2 separate regions of the Anas platyrhynchos genome follow, and region 2 is linked to region 1. A link is a contact called in public Hi-C data. All regions are on one chromosome and are shown on one strand. The core of a region is the stretch at or near the end of the contact, and the rest is flanking DNA. Distances in the headings are between cores, read along the strand shown.

Region 1 (3,418 bases), core at 587-3,086:
GCGTCGGAGGAGTTTATTAGGAAGAGCCCAACTTCAAAGCTGCAGGTACAAATGCTTCGCGTTCTCTATTCATGGAGCTCATTCAGGAGCAAGAAGCACGGCCTCGGGGGGGAAAAATGGGGTTTGCATCGGGGCGGCACCTTCCCCTGGCTGGTGCTAAGGGCAAGCTGAAGGAACCCAACGTGGGCAGAGGGGAAACAGCTCCATGGAGAGAAAAGCAATCACAAATTCTCCCAAGACACACAAATTGCGTTGAAAATATTAAAAAAAGACAAGTTTCATGAAAAATGCCACGCAACCCTGGCCAGGTTTCTTCCCAAACGAGGCTTTCCCTTGATTTATAGGGGCACCAAGCCCAGTGCGTGCTGCGAGGCTGGCACAATCCCATTAATCCCAGACATGCCCGAGCCCCAAACTCCGGATCAGAAGGCAGAGCCCGAGCCTCCTGGCCAGGAGGGGAAGCTGCAGCCCCAAGGAACTGACCCAGCGAGGGAAACACGCTTCCTTCCCCATGCCCTGCCCTCACCAGCCCCATCTCTCGCTGTGGGTCACCCCAAAAACACATCCCCCTGGAGCTGCCTCCCAGCCCCACACCTCCCTGACACCCAGTACGCTGCCCTGTGGCATCCCCAAACCTTCCTGGGCATCTCCCCGGGCCTCAGCCTGCAGCCCCTGCACCTCTCCCTGCACCCCCAAACCCCTCAAAGCTCTCCCTGCTCCCCCAAACCCCTGCAGCCCCGCTGCTCCCCCATCCCAGCCCCACTTCTTTCCTCAACACCCCTCTCACCCCACAACTCCTCCCACGACCCCACAGTTCCCCCCCAAGCCCCCACAGCTCCCTCCAGTCCCTCTACTCCCCCAATACCCCGATATTCCTCCCCCAGACCCCAATGTCCCCCTCAGACCCCACTACTCCCCCCCAGGCCCCAGTGTCCCCTAATGTCCCCCCCCAGACCCCAGTATTCCACCCCTAGCTGCACTACTCCCCCCTCAGACCCCAATATGCCCCCCAGAGCCCCCAAATCCCCCCTCAGACACCACTACTCCCCCCTCAGACCCCACTACTCCCCCCCAGACCCCAATATCCCCCTATATCCCCCTCCAGACCTCACTACTCTCCCCCCAGACCCCAATATCCCCCAATATCCCCCCCAGACCCCACTACTCCCCCCCAGACCCCAATATCCCCCAATTCCTCCCCTCAGACCCCAATGTCCCCCTCAGACCCCAATGTCCCCCCTCAGACCCCACTACTCCCCCCAGGACCCCAGTATCCCCCCCTAGACCCCAATACCCCCCCTTAGCCCCACTACTTCCCCCCCAGACCCCATTACACCCCCCCAGACCCCAAATACCCCCCATATCCCCCCCAGACTCTAATACCCCCCTCAGACCCCACTACTCCCCCCACGACCCCAATAGCCCCCTCCCAGCCCCCAATACCCCCCCTTAACCCTCCTACTCCCCCCCAAACCCCCCAAATCCCCCCCCAGACCCCCCAAAATCCCCCCCAGCACTGACCAGTACTTGAGGATGGCGGTGACCTGCAGCGGGTTGGGCTGCTCGGGGTAGAGGCGGCGGCACTCCCCATAGATCCCGTGCAGCCCCGGCGGGAAGAGCGATGGAAACGAGCCCGAACCCGACCCGGACCCCGCACCAGAGCCCGGCCCCGCCGCGGGGGCACCCCCAGCAGGCCGCACGCCCTCCATGGCGGCGCCTCAGCCGCTCCGGAGCCGCTCCGGAGTCGCTCCGGTTCCGCTCCGCTTCCCCCGGCCCGGCCCGGCCCAAGCGGCGCTGCGCGGCGCGGCGCTGAGGGAGGAGGGGGGGAAGGGGGCGGGCCCCGCGGTTGCCATGGAGACGGTGATTGACAGGTGGGAGCAGCCAATGGAAGCGCGCGGCGCTGAGGGGAGGCCCCGCCTCGCCCCGCCCCCTCCTCGCCGCCCTCACGGCTCCGGGGCCGCGCGCTGAGAGCGCGACCCCTGGTGGGGGGGGGGGGGAGGGGGGAAATAAGGGGGCTGTGAGGGGAAATATGGGGTCTGGGGGGGCTGTGAGGGGAGATCGGGGGTCTGTAGAGAGAGATGGGGGGCTGTGAGGGGAAATAAGGGGTCTGTGAGGGGAGTTGGGGGGGTAATGGGGGCTGTGAGGGGAGATACGGGGTCTGGGGAGGGAGCTGGGGGGACTGTGAGGGGAGATAGGGGGTATGGAGGGGCTGTGAGGGGAGCGGGGGGGGCTGTGAGGGGAAATATGGGGTCTGTGGGGGGAGCTGAGGGGCTGTGAGGGGAGCTGGGGGAGAAGTTGGGGGGCTGTGAGGGGAAATACGGGGTCTGGGGGGAGATGTGAGGGGAGATACGGGTCTGGGGAGGGAGCTGGGGGTCTGTGACGGGAGCTGGGGAGGCTGTGAGGGGAAATATGGGGTCTGGGGAAGGAGCTGGGGGGCTGTGAGGGGAGATAGGTGATCTGGGGGGGTCTGTGAGAGCAAATGTGGGGTCTGGGGGGAGGCTGTGAGGAGCTAGGGGGATTGTGAGGGGATCTGTGGGGCCTGTGGAGGGAGATGGGGAGGGTCTGAGGGGAGATCTGGGATCTGGGGGGGCTGTGAGGGGAAATATGGGGGCTATGAGGGGAGCTGTGGGGTCTGGAGGGGGCCGTACACCCTCAGCCACCCACTCAGGCCTCCGCTAATTTTCCCTAAAGAACTGAGGCCGCAAACCGCATCTCAGCATTTATTGGAACATTTGAGAACTTACTCTGCGTGTGCCTTTTATTGCAAAAAAAGGGGAAAAAAAAAAAGCCCCCCGTGTCTCTGCGCCCCCCCATTCACACCCTCCCCGCACTACAACTCCCAGCATGCCCCGCGCCCTCCCGCCGCACCCCTCCCACAGCGTGGGGCGGGGAGGGGCCAGGACTACATCTCCCATCACCCCCCGCGGCCGAGGGGGAATACATCACCCAGCCGGCCGCGCGCCGCCCTTCCGCGCATGCGCCGCCGCCGGCTGGGCTGTTGCTCCCTGACGGGTGGCTGCGGCGGCTGCTCGCCATGGAGTCCTACGACGTGATAGCGAACCAGCCCGTCGTCATAGACAACGTGAGTGCGGCCGGCGGCGAGCCCCGGGGCCGGGGGGGGAGCGGGGAGGGCCCGGCGGCGGCGATGCCTTTGTCATGGGGGCGCCCCCACCCCCCCCCCCCTCACCCCACACCCGGCCTGCTAGGGCGGGGCTACAGCGGCTCGGCGGCTCCTGATTGGCTGAGCCGGCTGTCAGTCACCCGCCCGAGGGGCGCCGCCCTTCGCCTGTGAGGAGCGGCCCCCCCGCCGCTGAGGGGTGGGGTGGATGGGCGGGGCGGCGCGCTCCCATTGGTTGACGTATCCACTCGCCCCGCCCCCTGCGCGGAGCGGGCGCTCTCATTGGCCGGCGGGGCTGTC
Region 2 (3,418 bases), core at 560-3,059, 36 kb before region 1:
TCTCGCTGATGTTTTCCAGGTTAGGCAAAACGTGGCTGAGTAATTTTATTTTTTAAATGATAAAAGCCTCTCAGTCACAGTTTTCAGGAATGAAACAAAACCACAAAGAACGTATTCTTGGGCCCTGTCTCTATACCACAACATTTTGCCCATCAAATGCTCACACAATTCTATGCTGATCGATCGCTGCGTTTCACTGCTGCTGCTGCTTCTCCTGGGAAATCCCAGCCCGTTTAGAGCAGGTTTTCAAATGCAAATGTCTCTGCTGGAAATCCACCTGTTTATGTCCATGCGAACACTGAACACTTAGAAAATCTCCCTCTCTCTCTCACATGCGGCCGAACAGCAAAAAATTCACACTGACTACTCAATTCAATCAAAAAAAAAACACAAAACCACATTCTGCCAATAACCCGAAGCCCAATTAAAAGTTGTAAGAGTGCAAAAAGTTCAGAATTACAGCCCGAAACTCAGCTCTGTGCTTGCTGTATTGTAAGCCATGAAGAATGTAAGACCAGCTCCTGTACAGAGACCACTGGAGGACGGAGGAGAGCCTGAACTGCAGGACCTGGAGGCACAGAAAGCGAGGAGCTACAGGAACAAAGCAGGAGCTAACCACTTGCACTCACCTCCTGCTGGAAACGGGGACGTGCACCCTCCCTTCCCACCTCTTGCACCCCATTTGTAAAATGAGACCATCGAAATCTTTAAGCTCCAACCAATGTTTTAACCAAAAGATGCTGAAGTTTTTGTAAATTTGGATTTACATCTCAGCTGTGGTTTTCGTGAATGTTGAATTGGAGCATGGATCAGCCAGATAGATCCTCGCAGACATCACAGCACAGATGGACAGGAAAAACCTCCTGCAGTTTTTGTCCCTTCCTATTATTTGCAGTGCTGTCAGCAACGCGAACTTCTCTTCATCCGCACACATACAATGTGCTAATTTTTCCTGCACACAGATATTTATTTCCATAACAACAAGAGATGAGTTGGCACAGGAGGTGTGGGCTCATCTCAGGTACAGCAGAAGCACAAACACCTTATGAGGAGCAACTCACTTGATGCAGGTGTGGTGGTTCCCCAAAAAGCATCCCCATTTTTCCTGTACCATGTGGACTAACCAGAGAAGCAGCCTGCCACTTCCCAGCTCGTTTCTGGCACTGCTGTGAACCAGGACGTGACCAGGACCTACAGTGACACCAATATGGGTTTACAGCCATACTTTCTGCACGTGTTTTGAAGTCTACTGCATTTATTGAATGAGAAACCTCCAGTCACAACTGGAAACGACTTCTAGCTGAAATACTGAAAATACAGATGTGAAAACAGGCATTAATGCACACATGAAATAAATGTTTCATGTAAAAACAAAAGATGTCCCAGTGCTAGGACAAAACCTGCCTCTCTTTCCTAATAAACGCAGAATGCTCCTTTGCAAATTGTCTTGGTTTAGGAAGCCTGCAGGTTTACAGCCACAACAGTAAAACTGCCTCTGCAGTGATCCCATCACACCCCTGCTGCTCTCCCATGCCCTGGGAGATTTGGGAACAGGCTCGGCTTTACCCAAGCCCGCTCCCAGCATCCACTGACCCAACTTTTTCCACTCCCACCAAGCCCTGCTCCGACAGCCCTTTTGATCTGCTGAAACGCTGTGCAGATGACTGTGCTGAGGCAGTTTCTTATCAGTTCCGAGGAGGGATTCAAGTTTTTCTCTAAAAAGAGCGAGCACAACAGATAGGGCACGAGGCTTTGTGCTGTATTAATGAGACAAAACGCATTTGGGCCCAGAATCCAGGAAGGGGTAAGAGAGCTTTCAGTGAGAGCTGTGAAAAACCATGGGAAAGCATCTCCTCTGCCATTCAACAAGGGCAACGATCAGCCTGTGGGCAACAAGTGCCAGGACTACGGTGGCATTTGCTTCTGCCACGTTGAATTTCCAGGACTTACACCAACACAGCAGCACGATCTGTTCTCATGAAGCCCAGACTTTGTTTTTTTTTCCTGCAAGCGTGCGTTTTAACAAAACCTCCTGAACTGTTCTGCGCTGTTAGGGAACGCTGATTCCACAGAACTGAAATGCTTCATAGGGAGGTATCGATTTCATAAGAACTGAACAAGGAAATCGTTACAGCATTTCATTGCAAACTTATTATTTCATTTCATAATTTATAACAGCAAATCTGAAGCTCCCTCTAGCTCCACAGCACTGAGAAGTCTCTAAATTTTCCATAGACCGGCTCTTGCATCGCTCCATTATGCAAAAGCAGCATCCATAACACAGCTACACCAGACTTCTCTGTTAAGCCTCCCGTATTTTGAAGTCTTTAAAATGTCATTATCCATTTTCTTTTACAGCCCGCATAAAGCAGGTGAGGCTCCTTCGTGCAGCAACGGTCATAATTCAGCTGTGCAATCTCTCCTAACTTTACTATCCAACTGCTCAATAACGAGAGCTGGGGAAATAACTCAGAGGCAACCGTTCCACCGTGGACTAGTAAATTTTCTTTGTGTAACGTTGCTCATGTATTTTCTTGGAGCGCATTCCCCTCCCCTTTAATTTGACTAAATATAGCTAATGCCTAGAGAAATAAATTCAAGTCATATTCTTGGCCTCAAGATGTTTTATAAACAGTGTGGCGCATGCAATCCATGCTCGAGAGGTGTTAGCGAGCTCTAGAGAGAGACACAACCCGTTTCCCGCTGCATTTTCCATTTCTTTTTTAAACCTGTCGTTTTTACATCTACGGAATAATCCTGCTAGGAGCCCTAACTCCCCCGAATAACCATGGGGAGCAAGGAGAAGAGGACAACAAACGGAGACAAGCGGTGGGAGCTGAGAGCTCCATCCAAAGGCTGGCCCCAGGAAGGTTTCCCCAGGAGCAGGTAAATCCCTGTCTGAGCACCTGCGAATCAAATATCTTCTCTTGCATGTGTACAGGGGACAGTATGGGGGAAAAGACAGCGCTGATGCTGTTCCACCAGCAAGGAGACAACTCGAAGCATCCCTCCTGCCCATGCATGGCCTGGCACAGTCTCCAATCTAAGTCCTGCTCTGGGCAGCTAAGATCACAGCAGCCTGATTCCAGCAAAGGCCAGAAAATTTACCCTTCTGACATGGCCATTCCAACACTTCTTTAGATAGATTTTCAATTTAGGGAAATCAGTTTGTAACCTGACCTTTCTTCTGTGTCACTTCTGAGACACCTCTTCCTTCACGCCAGCTAAAACCTTCAGAGGCGTTACGTTTCTCCCTCTAAACCAATGAGTTTGATAAATCCGTGGTGGTTCTGAGCTGACACCGAGCAGAGGGGGAGAAGCCCCAAGTACTTTAACTACTAAACATGCTCACTTTGGGGAAAACGGCTGCTCTGCTGCGCTCATACCCTTCAAAAGCAAGTTTCTGTGTTCCTCCTGT

What was found. A called contact is a pair of places that touch in the nucleus more often than the background predicts.
Region 2: a contact with region 1 is called in a Hi-C map of small yellow follicle, with 2.3 times the contacts expected there. The contact joins the enhancer-like site here to the promoter of SUFU in region 1. A contact is called at or near these places in 5 of 8 Hi-C or Micro-C datasets (liver, skeletal muscle, small yellow follicle and 1 more).

What each region holds. Positions count from the first base shown.
Region 1 is chr6:27,802,694-27,806,111 of IASCAAS_PekinDuck_T2T, reverse strand. SUFU (SUFU negative regulator of hedgehog signaling) reads right to left here and starts at 1,836. Exons shown (of 13, transcript XM_072039740.1): 1 at 1,522-1,836. The coding sequence starts at 1,709. It overlaps ACTR1A (actin related protein 1A), which reads left to right and starts at 2,924. Exons shown (of 11, transcript XM_027459990.3): 1 at 2,924-3,082. The coding sequence starts at 3,035.
Region 2 is chr6:27,838,567-27,841,984 of IASCAAS_PekinDuck_T2T, reverse strand. The region is part of intron 3 of SUFU (SUFU negative regulator of hedgehog signaling); the gene reads right to left. Among named protein-coding and RNA genes, the nearest start is that of SUFU, 36 kb to the right of the region's middle. Within about 2 kb of position 1,809, at least 2 of the 8 cell types and tissues checked have an H3K27ac peak or open chromatin away from gene starts, as enhancers often do. A contact at or near this core is called in small yellow follicle, where this site is marked.